2 separate regions of the Mus musculus genome follow, and region 1 is linked to region 2. A link is a contact called in public HiChIP or PLAC-seq data. All regions are on one chromosome and are shown on one strand. Each heading gives the region's core, a stretch centred on a gene start, on an enhancer-like site or on the middle of the called end of the contact. The rest is flanking DNA. Distances are from core to core; before and after follow the strand shown.

Region 1 (6,991 bases), core at 764-3,263, 250 kb after region 2:
CAATAAATCTTTGGGCCAAAAAAAAAGAAAAAGATGTCTGGAGGTGAACCTTAATAAACAAGACAGTGGAGTTTCCATCTTTGTGCCCCGGAAATGCTTTTTCTAATAGCATACATTAACAGTAAAGTCTTCACTCTGTTCTCTACTCTGTGGGGCTGGTTTATTCTTTCAAAACCTTCATTTTATATGCCAACTCTTTTTAAGTCACTATATAAACTGGGTTGGCCTCATTTACACAGAGGCCACCCCTGCCTCAAAAATGCTGGATTTAATGGTCCCATGCTTACCCTCACACCTGTTTGTTTGTTTGTTTTTAATTAAATTGATGTGTTTATTTTGTGTATATGTGCATGTGCATACCACAGCTTGAATTAAAGGTCAGAGGACAACATGCAGGGATCATTTCTCTCCTTCCCCCATGGGGGTCCTGGACATTGAACTCAGGACCTCAAGCTTGGCAGCAAGCACCTTTACTTTCCCATTTTGTTGACCCTCAAGCCCATTTTTAAAAAACAAGGTCATGTACCAGGTGCTTTACTAGGTATGGAAAGCAGAAGGCTGGTCAGCACAAGGCCACCTTGACCTTCAGCTACTCAAAACCTCACCCGCAGATACATTGTAATAGCCATAGGGACTCCAGTATCATTACAAGTGTGCTTGTCTGGAAACCTGGCCGATCTGAGACCATATCCTGAAGGCATCATTTTGCAACAGTGTGAACCTAGGCTCGAAGCCCTTCCCCTTTTTTTTTCTTGGTCTGCAAAAATACCACCAAAACTTTAAGATTGAATGGGGTCCTGCTGACTGGATGCCTGAACACCACGCCCAGCGCAGTAATAGCCTCTATTGACGAAAAAGAATGGGAACTTTTGATAATGACAGGCCACTGTAGTAGATGTTCTATACCCAGTGGGGGCTGGTCTTTTGTATGGAAATCACAGGATAACTGGTTTTTGTCCCGTGTGAGAAAAAGAGTCCGAGAAACAGCTGGCACAGAACAAATCGGCTCATCTGTTGTGTTGTGTGTTTTTTTTTTTTTTTTTGACCATGGCTATTTAGTGACTTGCTGAGGATTAGGGACAAGATAATAGGTATAAGGGGTTTAGCCCCATACCTGGCAAATAGGTTTTAAGTATCGGCTGTTGTTGTTACTCCTCATATTTTGGCAAAGGAGCTTTTCATTGATTGGTATTAGATAAAGCACGGCTAATCTCTTAGTGGCAAAGACAGCCTTGTCCAACTCTGAAATGTTGAGTGGATGTCAACACAGTAAGGAATGAGCAATGGGAAAGAAAGGGTCCGTCTGGGTCCTCAGAGAGCGTCACCTGACCTAGGAGACAGACGGTCAGGTGTCTAACTCATGACAGCATTTCCTATCTCAGGGAGTTGATACTTCATCTCAAAAAGCAAAGACTTGAAGAGATGGCTGGGCTCCCAACAAAAAAACCAAAGAAACCTGCAGCGTGGCTACTGACCAGACTCAAGGAGACAAGACTCTTATTTGTTCCAGTTTTCCCCCTACAGGTGTAGAGAAAGACCCAACGTGATTTTTCCTTTCTTTGGGGAGATGGTAAGAAGGTATGTAGCCAAGCTAAGTGGGTATTTGTCCTTGCATCTGATCTGTCAGAATTAGGGAACTGGTGTGTTGGGGAATCCTGGAGAGCTAGAATTGTGCAAGGAGACAAGGACAGGTGTGCAAGGGACACTCCCAGGAAGTCCCGCGGGAACGAAGCGGATGCAGAGTCTTGGGGTTCAAGGAGTCCCGGGGGACCAGAAGGGGTGCCGGATGGGGCGTCCCCGGGGACTGGAAGGGTGCAGGGCAGGGCGTACTGGGTGACAGAGGGTTGCATGGCAGGGTGTCCTGGGAGTCCTAAGGGACCACAGTGGTGGCTACTAGGCATCCTAGGGTTGATCAAGGGATGCAGTGGGCGGGGCACGCCAGGAGTCCCGGGGACCCGGCGGGGGCGGGGGGCGGAGCGTTCGGAGCCGGGGAGGGCGGGGCGTCGGTTGGACAACCGGAGTGACTGGCGGGAGGGGCTGCGGCTCCTCCCCGTGCGGCGCGGCGCGCGGCCTCCGTGTGCCTAGGCTTGAGGCGGGCGGTGACGCCTCATTCGCGCGGAGCCGGGCCGGGACACGGTCGGCGGCAGCATGAACAGCATCAAGAATGTGCCGGCGCGGGTGCTGAGCCGCAGGCCGGGCCACAGCCTAGAGGCCGAGCGCGAGCAGTTCGACAAGACGCAGGCGAGCGCGGGCACGGGCTGGGCGGGCGGTGGCGGCGGCGGCCCTCGGTGCGCTCGGCCCTGCGCGGACGGTTGCGGGCTCCGCGGCCCCGGGCGGCGCAGGTGACCGGAAGCCGCGCGACAGCGGGGCTGGGCTCCGGGATGCGGACGCGGCCCAGGTGCGCACGGCCGCGCGGGGCCCGGAGCGCCCTCTGCTCGCCGCCGCCTTTCCAGGGAAGCTCCCGGCTTCCCTCGCTGCCGAGCTGTTCGCACGGCCGCACAGTATCTTATTATCTGCTCGGGTGAAAAGTTTCACGTAGGTCGCCAGACTTGTTTGCCCGCGCGGGGGCCCACTTATAAATAGGCTGCCACCCCCTCGTTAAACACCGGCGCCTGACAGACGGAAACTTCCCAGGCTCCTTTCCTGCGCTCCCACGCGCCGCTCTCCCAGGAGAGGGCCCGACCCGAGAAGGTGGCGTGGAAAATTGAATAATGGCCCTGATGCGCATTCATTCATGCATGGCTTCTGGGGACCCACTGTGCAGGTGTTGCTTTGGTTTTGGGTTTTTTTTTTTTTTTTTTTTTTTAAGACAGGGTCTCATGTAGCCCACGCTAGCCTTAAAAATCCTCATCCTCCTGCTTCCAGACGACCACCACCAACACGTCTGCTTCCCTCCTTTTTGTTTTACAAACTCTGCCCTGTTCTTAATTAAGTCTTGGGTGGACTCATGGAGGTTGGCGGGGGGGGGGGGGTGCGGGGCGCGGAGGGGTGTCACTACTTATTTGACTACGAAGTCAGCCCAGACCGAAATGGCTGCTTTTTTTTTTTTTTAAGCTTTAGCAATAAAGGAAGCCAAAGACTCCTCCCACCTGTATCTGAAGCAGGTTGGTGACATTTGCATTTGTGGGTGCCCCACTGGCGAGTTCCTTCCCCCTTGGTCAGAGCAGAGAGCAAGGACTCTCTGTGGTTGCTTTCAAAACAAGTTAGCACAAGCAGTCTCCACTAGCTTTCAGTTTTGAAATAACAAAACGGGAGGCCTCTCACCTTTGTGCTTATGATGGACAGGGATAAGGATAAAACCTCAGGACGGGAGGGCTCCGAGCGAGCATGCCAAGTTGCCAGTACCAACCTGGCTTCGAATGATTAATTTATCCGTGTGATCTCCATCTGGTCCAGCCTGGATTCCCCACCATAAAAAACAAACATGGCGTTTGATGTGAAGTCATTAATACATAATTAATTGTGCTAGTAAACTCGCAGAGCCTAGAGAGAAATACTGTTGGCACGGAGGATCTGTTGTCAAGAGCTTGATTTATTCAGTGAGTTTTAGAATTTTTTTTTCTCTCCTGCTTTTAAGCAGGTGCAGAGAATGCTGATTGCTGCAGGAAGAGATGGGAGAGGAGATGGGCTTTTAAAGGTCAAGTTCATTGATCTTCTTAAATGACTATGTCAAGGGTAACCTTCCTGAATGTCAGAGGGACAATCTCTGATACGGGACCACATGAGGTTGGTGGCTGGTTTGTAATTAAGGGAGTTCTCTTGACCTGCTTTGCCCACTTTTAAAACTCTTACTGTGTTTATTTATTTATTTATTGTGTGTATGTGTGGACGTCAGAGGACAACTTCTCTCCTCTCCCCGTATTGGTTTTAGGAATCAAACCCAAGTTGTCAAGGCAGTAAGCGCCTTTGCCTGCTGAGCCATCTTGCCTGCCCTCCCTGTGTCTTTGAGTGATGAAGAGGGTTATTCATGAAGTATAACTTTGTACTGAGGAGTCTCACAGGACTCACCCACTCGAGAGCAACTTTTTCCCAGGAGAGTTTGAGGCCAGCATCTGGGTATGCCTGTCTTCACGGTGACTTAGTGAGGGCTGTAAGAACATAGTTTTGCAAGTGGTTAATATTTAATTAGCTCATTCCCAGAAATATCTAGCAAGCTGCCAGGCAGGCTCCTTGCAAGAAAGACCTAGAGAGCCCTGGTTTACTGCTTCCGTGTGTCCTTTGGGACAGAAAATGGCACATCTGATCCTGGGACCTGCCTCCCTTTGGGACACACCTCCTGTCTTGACATTGATGTTTGGCAGGGTGGTGACTGTGGAATAGCTAGCTTAGATTTGAAGTCCTCAGCCGCCTGCCAGCCTCTCCTCTTGGGCTCCCGGGGCCAGGAGGAAAAGGAGTGCTTACATGTTTGCTCTGTGGACAGGACACACCCTGTTTTGCAGAGAGCTCTGTGGTTACCTCTCAGGAGTGTGGAGGGAGGCAGTCATCCAGCCTTCTGGCAGCTGGCGCTTCAGTTATGAGTTTCTGACCCCAGTGGCATGTCCCGGAGACAGTGTCCCAGAGGCAGTCTGTTCTGCCTCTTTAGTCCCTTCGTTGATAAAACCCCTTTTCAAATTGATTATAAAATGCTACACAACTCATTGTACCTGTATTCTGCATAGTATACCTTTGGAAAAAGAAAGACATTCTGACTTCATGTAGCACCCTTGTAGACAGGGGAGATCAGATCTCATGTGTTTGTTCACCTTGTGGTGGGCAAGTTGCTTGATGATAGAGTCTGCTACTGCTGCTTCAGAAAACAGGGCTAGTTCTGTGTTTCTGGATAAATGTACTCTGAGATAGGTTGAGTCATGTCCTTGCAAAGATGACCACAGCCTAACTAACTGTGTTATTTGCGTAATTCAGATTGTAGATGAAATCAAGTTGCTTATCTGACCCTGAGGTGGCTGGTTTGATGAGTCCCAGGTGGGCCCTGCATAGCAGGGTCCCTAAATGCAGATGAGGGAGGCTGGGAGGCAAGTGGCTACAATGGCTGGAGGTTAAACTCTACAGGTGGGTTGAAGGAGCCAACAGCTAAGGAGTAATGCCCTCCTTTATAAACTGGGAAAGGTGAGGAACCTACACAGAGAAACCCAGACCTACTGGTGCCAGCTTTTAGGGCTTCACTACCCATCCTAGGGGCTGGCAATGTAGTTTTGTGGATTGATCCCCGCACCACATAAATTCATCATGGGGGCACAAGCTCCATCCTTAGCTACAAGGCCAGCACTCAGGGGCAATAAAACATTGCAGACTTGTGGCCAGCGGGAAGAACTGTTAGGATGTATCAGTGCTTTTTTTTTAGGGCACTAAAACTGTAGCAATTTGTTACAGCAGCAACAGGGGGATAATACATCCAACACCGTAAAAATAAGTAGTGTCTAGCACATAGTAGGGTGTCAGCAAATAGTTGGCCTACTGTTCTCCCCTCCCTCCACCCACAAAGTTCAAAATCTGGGACCTCTCTGAAAGAGGTGAGCGGTCTTTGGAGCACACTGTGCTGCTAGAAGCCATGAACATCCTAATTGTAGTTTCCTTTCTGTGGAAACACACAGTTGCCCTTTTTGTTGCTTCTCTGAGCTTCTGATTTACCCACAGCATGCAGAGGCAGAGGGGAGGGATCTTCTCCCAGGTCAGGCTGAGAGAAGCCCTTTAATCAAGGTGCAGGGTTAAACCCAGGGCAACATCAGCTTCCAAGGTGAAAGGGTGAGGGGTGAGGGGTGGGGTGAAGGCGGCCCACTGGGAGCCAGCTTCTGAGCTAGAAGTACTTCTTACCTTCCGATTTCCAGGTCAGTGACGCATTTCTTCAGCAGCTCCCCTCCCCCCTCCAGGGAACAAACTCTTGTAAAGATTAACATTTATTGACAAGTCCCCTTGCTACAGTAGCACTGAATAGATGCAGAAGAGGGGCCACATGTGTAAATACTCAGATGTCTGCTGGCTTCTAGAAAAAAGCAAACAGGCAGGTGAAGTTCATTTGGATTGTATCTGACTTCGCCCAGCTTAGCCTTGAATAATCCATCTTCCCACTGGAGCACTGTTAAGGGTGAATGGGATTTTTCTCATTTTGTGTCTCCGAGGAGTCTTAGCCCCGGGGGCAGTCAGCAGCTGCCTGTGGACAGGGGCCGGTGTGAGTAGCAGCAGACCTCAGGCAAATGGGGGTGATGTGGTTGGGGGCAGAGCCCCGAGCGTTGGTATGGTGTGGAGTTGCCTCAGCCAGGTGATTCTCAGGACCCACTTAGCAGAGGCAGGACACACGGGAGCAAGCAGGTGTCTGGAACCTGCCCTAGGCTCTGGCTTGAAAACAGCTCTCAAGTTCTGGGAACCTTTCAGAGCCCATGCCATTGCTCAGCCCTGGTCTGCCTATAGCTCAGGGTGTGTCTTGGTGAAGCTCGACAGCAGAGTGCTTGCCTACAAGTGAGAAACCCCAGTTTGATTCCAAGCACGGCAGGAGGGGGAAGAGTGTAATTATAACATGTTACTACACGCTTACACGCACAAAATATTTATAATAATAGAAAAAGTCCCCGCCCCAGAGTTGGAAAAAAGCCCTAACCCACATGGTGAATGTCCAAAACCCCTAACTCTGTCTAGCTGTTATCTCAGAACAGGGTGGATTCTTGAGGGCTGATGTGGTCTGTCCTGTCTCCACTGTGTCCCCAGGAGTAGGCATAGGCCTGTGTCACAACAGCTGGCTGAATGAGAGGAGACAAAGCCAAGGCCCCTGTCAGAAAGCGGAGAATAGGCTGGCTCACACACGTGAGAAGCTACCCTAAGGTGGGCTGGGGCTGCCTCCCAGGATACCAGAGTTCTGAAGTGTCTTCTTCCAGACCAGGCTGGGACTGAGCTGCCTGTACTTCAGCTGCTTCCTGCCTTTGCTTCTGTGCACCTCTGGGGCACACTGACTACATTTCTTGACCTCATCCTGCATAATTGGGGTACACAGTAGAAGGGG
Region 2 (7,326 bases), core at 3,942-6,441:
TGCCTAGCATCATTCTGCTACTACGCTCAGCACCCAGCAACTCCTAGCTCCAAAAGCCTCCTGGACGAAAGCGGGTGACAGGCCTGGACCTACTCCTGTATCTTCTTGTCCACAGCCAGCGCACAGGACATTAAGAGGAACAAGTGACTCAGGAGGGCAGGCCACTGTAGAAGTGCACTGAGCCCAGCACGCAGGCACACCGTAGGCTTACAGGAATCATGTTCTGCTATTGACCAAAACTCACCAAGTGACAGCCAATATGGAAAATGCATGCGTGAGAGCAGGAGCTATTACGGTGGTGGCAGTCTTCCTATGAGCTGCTATGTCCTGCGCTCTCACGGTGCCGTTTAAGGACCTGAGAGGTATTTATCCTTTGCACACACTGTCTTCCAGTGAGAGAATTAACAGATACGGTGAGTTTAACCAGTTCCCAGATGTCGGGAGTCCAGACTCAAATCCAGGTCCTTAGCTTTCATACTCTTGCTCAAACCATGCTCTCTCATACTTGAACTCAAAAACAGCTTAAATAATAACGAAAAGGGTGAGTTCTTGAGATGGCTTAGCAGGCTGAGGTGCCTACGGCCAAGTCTGACCACCTGAGTTCAAGCCCCTGAACCCACACAGGGCAGCAAAGAAAGAACTGACTCTCACAAGCTGTCCTTTGACCACCTACCTGCACCACGACACACGTACACCTACTCACATAAATCACACAATTAAAAAATGTAAATGGCTGGGTAGGGGAGCAGGGCGGGGGAGGGTATAAGGGACTTTTGGGATAGCATTTGAAATGTAAATGAAGAAAATATCTAATAAAAATTTTTTAAAAATGTAATAAAAAAAAAAGAATAACTAGGAGCTAGCGACAGGCTCTGTGATCAGAGGACTGGGGTTCAATTCCCAGCACACAAATAGCTTTGTACAAATAAATATCTAATGCTAGTTTCAGGGGATCTGATGCCTTCTTCTGGCCTCCAGGAACACCAGGCAAACATACAATGCACATAAATACTTGTAGGCAAAGCAACCATATACATTTAAAAAGAGACAGATGATACAAATAGTATATTTACAGAATTCAGTTTCATAAAACACATGAACTCATATTTAAGAAACAGAAAAACTACTTACTTTGAGATAGCATTGTTCATAAATAGAATTTGTAGTAACGGTCCATCTATCTTAGTATTGCTCACCAGTATACCACTAAAACAGAAGTTAAACATAATCTTAGAAGGCATTAAAGTACACACATAGCTCTTATAAGCACTTGAGTGTGGCTGCAACTACTCTTTACTGAGACAAAGTCTTAATTGCCTTAGCTTGCCTCATGCTTGGGACTCTTCTACCTCTGCCTCCCCAGTCCTGAGATCACTGGTTACACGACCACACTAACGTTAGCAACTCATAAGCACTAAAGATCGTATAATATTCTACGAATAAGCCCAAGAGGGCTGAGATGCAGCCTGTGGTGCAGCGTTCGCTCAGACCAGGAAAGGGCCTCAGCTTCCAACCCTAGCAAAGCAAACCGGTCTGCAGTCTTTAGTAGGATCTCTGCTGTGTTCAGTGCCTGTGTATGCACACATGCACATGGGGAGGCCAGAGGGAAAGTCAATGCGCCTTACTCTATCGCTCTTCACCGGCCTGCTTCCTAACACAGGGTTCTCACTGAATCTGCCATTGCTCCATCTGCAGGCTTTCCCTCTGCCTCGGCAGCACTGGGATTACAGACGTCCATCTTGGCGCCATTTTACACGGGTGCTAGGGATCATAAACCCAGGCTTCACAGCAAACTCTTCAGTCAGTCAGCTGTCTCCTCAAGCCCTACAAACTGTCTGTCTGTCTGTCTCTGTTTCTGTCTCTTTTCAGGGTTTCACTATGTAGCCCTGACATTCGCAGTGTAGACAAAGCCTGGCTCTGACGTCCCCGAGACCTTACTGCCTGTTTCCCAGGTGGTCATTAACAGGCTGCACCACCACGTCTGGCCCAGAAATCACCTCCAACATTAAACAAAAATTTTACACATATGTGCAGGCGCATGCGCGCGCACACACATATACACACCCCATTAATCTTTTGGTTTTTAACAAAATTTCCCTAACTAATGGCTAGTTTCCTTATAAATTAGGAGACTAGGGAAGAGTATAAGAAAGCAGGTTACATGAATAAGGCCAATATAAGGCCAGCTGACAAAGTGGCTGAGTTGAGGGTCAGATTGCACACACGCCAGCAATACCAAGACTCACGGGATCAAAAGTTCAAGATCCTCAGAGCTACACAGTGAGTTCCAGGACTGCGAGAGACCCTACCTGAAATTCTGGTCTCAGCCTAGCCAGTACACGAACAGACAATAAAACTTCCCAGTTCCAAAGCCTAAAAATATTTCAACTGGACAAGAAGACTCCTATCTGGAACGCCAGCACTTGGGAAGTTAAGGCAGAAGGCATGCCAGGAGTTTGAGAGCAGCCTGGACTACACAGACCCTGCTGGAAAAAAAGGAAGGAAGGAAGAGGGGGGGGGGAGGGACATGGGAAGAAAGGAAAAACGAGCAACTGCTCTACATAAACTAGCAAGTACTCTAGGCTGCAGTGGTAGCACGTGGTTTTAATCCCAGCACTCAGATTAAACCCAGGGCAGCTGGGTTTGAGACCAGCCTGGTATACTGAAAGTGAGTTTCATGCAAAGACTTGGGAGTTCAAGGCTACAAAGTAAAATCCTGACTCAAAAAACAAAATAAATAAAAAATTAATCTAGTAACTTGTTAAATTCCTATCATATGGAGATGCCAGCATTAGTGTAACTGTTATAAGCAGATGTCTGAATACATGCCTCCTGCATTCGATACTTTCTCAAAAGCATATTTCCTTTTCTTCTAAAGTGCTGTGCCTTGCCAGACTTGGCCCTAGGTGTAATCCCAGTACTAGGGAAGGGGAGGCGGGAGGACCAAGAGTTCAAAGTCACCCTGAGCCACACTGTAACCAGAGACCAGCTTAGGCTACAAGAAGACTGTATCAACAAAACAAAAAATGCTCTACCTGCACTGTCTGTAACTGTAAAATATTTAATACGTACTTTACAAATATTAATAAAAATATTTAATGCTAGTGTGGTTGCTCCTGTTATCCCAGCACTTTCAAGGTAGACAAACAAAAACCAATAAGGTTAAGGCCAGTGTAAACATACAGTGGATTCCAGGCTAGTTTGGGTTACAAGATGAGAAACACTGTCTCAGTAAACCCACCCTTGCCTGTCCAAAACAAAATCCCACCAACCAACCACCACCAATAATAACAACAGTAATAATAACAGCTGTAAAGAAATCATCGGCTAACATAACTGTAAACTTATTTTATCTTACCAGAAATGTGTTAAATATGAACAGCTGGGTCTAACTTGCTTCTCTGAATTGTCAAGCAAAAATTTCTGGATTGAGGAAAAAGACCCACTAAGTCTGTTTAGACATTTAACCCACTTACCAGAATTCCTTTATACCCCTAAGTCAACAATAAAGAACCGTTACTGAATTCTTCATTGGATTCTGAGTTGTGGATGATACAAAAATTCCTTTTTCTACAAGGATGCTGTGACTAGAGAAGGAGAGCCAAGAGGCAGCTCGTGTGTAATTTCAAGATGTCATACCTGGGTCTTGTCAGAATGTTCAACTTTCTTTTAAGTTCTTGATGTTATTACTGGTTAAGGAATATCAGTCCTCAGGACATAACAACCAACCACTAAAACTTTCACTTTTGTTATCCAAATGACATAAATGTAAAGGAAGGCCCCGTAATCAGTACTTTGAAGGAAAAACACTGGGTACATGTTTTGCCGAGGGCAGGACAACTGGACCTGAACATTAAATAAGGTCTTCATCTCTTTGAACATATATTCTAAGACATGGTCCTGGAGTTCAGAAACAGTCTAAGAGATGAACCAAAAATTTCAGTTAGACCGCGGTGTTCCCGGAACAAGTTGAAGCAATTAAGAAAAATTTCCACGTCAAAGCATAAAGATAAATGATAAAGTTAATATAGCAAAATGTTTGCAAGAATGTGAGAGAACCCCTACGGATATGAAATACACAATCCTTTCAACTCTCTAGTATTTTATAAATTTTCATAATAAAGTGTGTCACGGAAAATGGTTTCATGAAAAAAAAATCAGACTTGAACTTCAAAAGTTGACATAACAACCATGCTCAGGGTTCAGGCTAAGTTCCAAAAGGAAAGTTACCTGAACCAAAACTACCTAAGAACGGGAAATTAACATACTAGCAAACCCACAAACGTTATAATCACGTTAATAAAGTCAAAGGGAATTTTGGCGCGTTTTTCCCGGAGCACCGGGAGGCAAGTTAGCTCAAGAAATCAAAACGATCTGGACAATTTAGCAAGTCTCTTCGCATGCTAAATCTTTAAGGTCGTCCCCCCCGCGCCCCGATTCTCCATCACAGTGGGCACTCGTAGCTTTCGTCCCTCCACAAATCATCCCACTCCCCGGCTGCGACGCCCCGCACCTTCAAACGCACAACTACACTACGACTCGTCTCTTCTCGAGCTTGGCACGCAAAGTTAGAAAACACGGTGACCTCCAAGACCGGGAGAGAAGTGTCTCCAGTGTCACAACAGTTGAGAGCAGCTTTGAGTTGGGGGGCCAGGGTGGTGTGCACTGGAGGACGCTCGCGGGGAAGGGATCGCGCGCGGGCCGCGGATGCAGCTTCTGCAACCGGACCGAGACTCCCGCCCGCCCGCCAGGTCGCGGGAGGAAGGACTTCGAATGCTAATCTTCTTGGAAATTCCGCCGTGTCCCCCGCCCGCCGCCACCCAGACCCCGAGTGCCAAGTGACACCCGGCCCATCGCGCCGGAAGGATATTCTCGGCGCGGAGCTGCTCGATGGTGGCCTCGCAGCGCCGGAGCTGCTCCTGCAGCTCCGCATCGCCCACCCCGTTCTCGTCGTCGTCGTCGTCCTCTTCCTCCTCGTCGTCCTTGAACCGGGTGTGAACGGGCTTCGGCGTCGACTCCTCTGGTGGGTCAAACGCCTCGAAGAGCTCTAGGTCGCCAAAATCCACACCGGCCGCCATCTTGGGCTGTGGGAAAGCTTGGAGGGCAGGGGGCGAAGGTTGGAGGCCAGAGCCGCTCTCCCTGGAGGCTTTTCTCCACACACAGGCCTCCAAAGCCGTCTAGGGGCGGGTCCTGGACGGAGACTACAACTCCCAGAATGCCAAGGCCGCCCTCATGCCTCTTTCCGAATGGGCCACAGAGCGTGGCATTCTGGGATATGTAGTTTCTAAGCGACGGGACTCATTGTTTGCGTTGCACACTGGGATTGCTCTTTTTAAAAAAACGGTTCTGAATGAGTTAAAACAATATGGATTGTCCCCGTTAGGCGTTTAAAGCTGAAGGAATCAAAGCCGGATACATGGCTTTGACAAAATGTGGTGCGGTTCCCCAGCGTCGAAAAGAGAAGACAGGAACTCTACCTTTGCCGTAGATAAATGTGCTCTCAGACACAAGCCACTTTATTTTGCTTGTTTCATTTGTAAATGAATGAAAAATGAAGTTATTCCACTGCCTACTCTCATGAACTCCTATCAGGGACGAAACAAACAGAAAAACCAGAAAACCCTTTATTATGTTTCTACTTTCATATGCCGCTGGATTTGAATGGATATTTTCGTCATCACATGTTAAAATCACCGGAAATTATAACCTGTAACAAATAATGTCAGGTTAGTTATGGTCTCTGTTGGAGGCCAGCTCCTGTAGCGCGTTTAGTGATCCAAGGAGGGGTTGATGATATTAATGTAAATCAGACAGACAGACACAAACACACACACACACACACACACACACACACACACACACACACACACACGGTGAAGCAAGGCTTCAACAAGCGTCAACAACTTTATTACTTCTCCCATAACTTATATCTTCCAGCAAAATCTCCCAAGTAGTACAAAGATTACAATGTGGCTACATTTTGTAAGTGAATGATTATAATAAATACACAAGCAAAAAAAAAACCCCAAAAACAAAACAAACAACCCCCCCCCCCAAACCCAGCATGTTACACCATACCTTTTACAAGATTGAAAGTCTTAGGTATTATAAGTGAAAAAAAAAATTAAATAAATTATAATAGATTAAGTGTAAGCAAGCAAGCTACTTTTTCTCAGCCAGTTCTTGTACTACCAGGCTACAATTTGCAGTTATAATGAAAAGATCAATTATTTATCTTTTAAAATAATCTTATAAAAGAGTATTTAGAATCAGAAATCTAAGCTTGTGTGTGTGTATGGTGTCTGTGTGTGTGTGCACGCATGCACACAGAGGCAAGGTTTTTCTGTGTACCCGTGGTTGACCTGGAACTTCTGTGTACCCATGGTTGTCCTGGAACTAGCTCTGTAGACCAGGCTGTCCTCAAACTCACCAGCCTCTGCCTCCCAGGTCCTGGGTTTAAAGACTTAAGCTACCACCACCTTCCTACTTTAAATCCTCAGTTGTACACCCACTCACTGATTTTTTTTTATCAAATTATATCAGGAAGATAAAGGTAAAAATAGATACAAGTAATTATCACTTGATGACCCATCCAGCCTTAGCAAGAAAGCCACATAAGCTAAGAACTAGCTCAGCTACCATTGTTCTTGTTCCCTGACCTCAAAAAAATTCCTGGTTCAACTTTCAAAAGTATACCAGTCTGGATATTAAATTGTTCCCCAAAGTCCTATATATCAAAGCAAAAACTTTTTTTTTTTTTTTAGTATTTTATTTTTATTTTATACGCATTGGTGTTTCACTTCATGTATGGCTGGATGAGGGTGTCAGGTCCCATAGAACTGGAGTTACAGATAGTTGTGAGCTGCCATGTGGGTGGCATGAATTGAACTCAGGTCTACTGGAAGAGCAGCCAGTGCTCTTAACTTCTGAGTCATCTCTCCAGTCCCTAGCAAAAACATCTTAACCTAACTTATACTAACAATTTACATCTCCGAGTTCTTTCTGAGGGTGGGGGTTGAATCATGAACCTGTTTCAGCAGCATTGCTTGAAAAACATCACTCATCAACAGTGCCAATGACACTGCCCAATGAGTGGTTGGAAGCCCCTCAGAGTTTTCCTACAGTTCTTAGATTATGAGGGATGAGATGACTGTGAGGGGAACAAGCAGAGTGAAACCTCCACACCACCACGGAGTCCTCAAAACATGTAGTTCTCAGCACACCTATCGTGGTGTGCTAACCGGTGGGCCAAGTTCCATGGGTTAGCTCTTTTTTCTTTCTTTCTTTTTTTTTTTTTTAAGATTTATTATTATATGTAAGCGCACT

What was found. HiChIP or PLAC-seq counts read pairs in DNA pulled down with a chosen protein or histone mark.
Region 1: a FOXA1 HiChIP or PLAC-seq map of pancreatic cancer cells shows a contact between it and region 2. The contact joins the promoter of Hip1r here to the promoter of Zcchc8 in region 2. A contact is called at or near these places in 2 of 39 promoter capture datasets (neutrophils and pre-B cells), 1 of 115 datasets of contacts at active chromatin or transcription factors (pancreatic cancer cells) and 1 of 9 other capture datasets (adipose tissue).

Annotation. Positions count from the first base shown.
Region 1 is chr5:123,971,615-123,978,605 of GRCm38.p6, forward strand. It overlaps Hip1r (huntingtin interacting protein 1 related), which reads left to right and starts at 2,014. Exons shown (of 32, transcript NM_145070.3): 1 at 2,014-2,241. The coding sequence starts at 2,149. It overlaps Gm46922 (a long non-coding RNA gene), which reads left to right and starts at 2,254. Exons shown (of 3, transcript XR_001784954.1): 1 at 2,254-2,764; 2 at 3,055-3,104; 3 at 3,578-3,864.
Region 2 is chr5:123,715,853-123,723,178 of GRCm38.p6, forward strand. It overlaps Zcchc8 (zinc finger, CCHC domain containing 8), which reads right to left and starts at 5,192. Exons shown (of 14, transcript NM_027494.3): 1 at 4,871-5,192; 2 at 3,640-3,682; 3 at 1,132-1,206. The coding sequence starts at 5,078.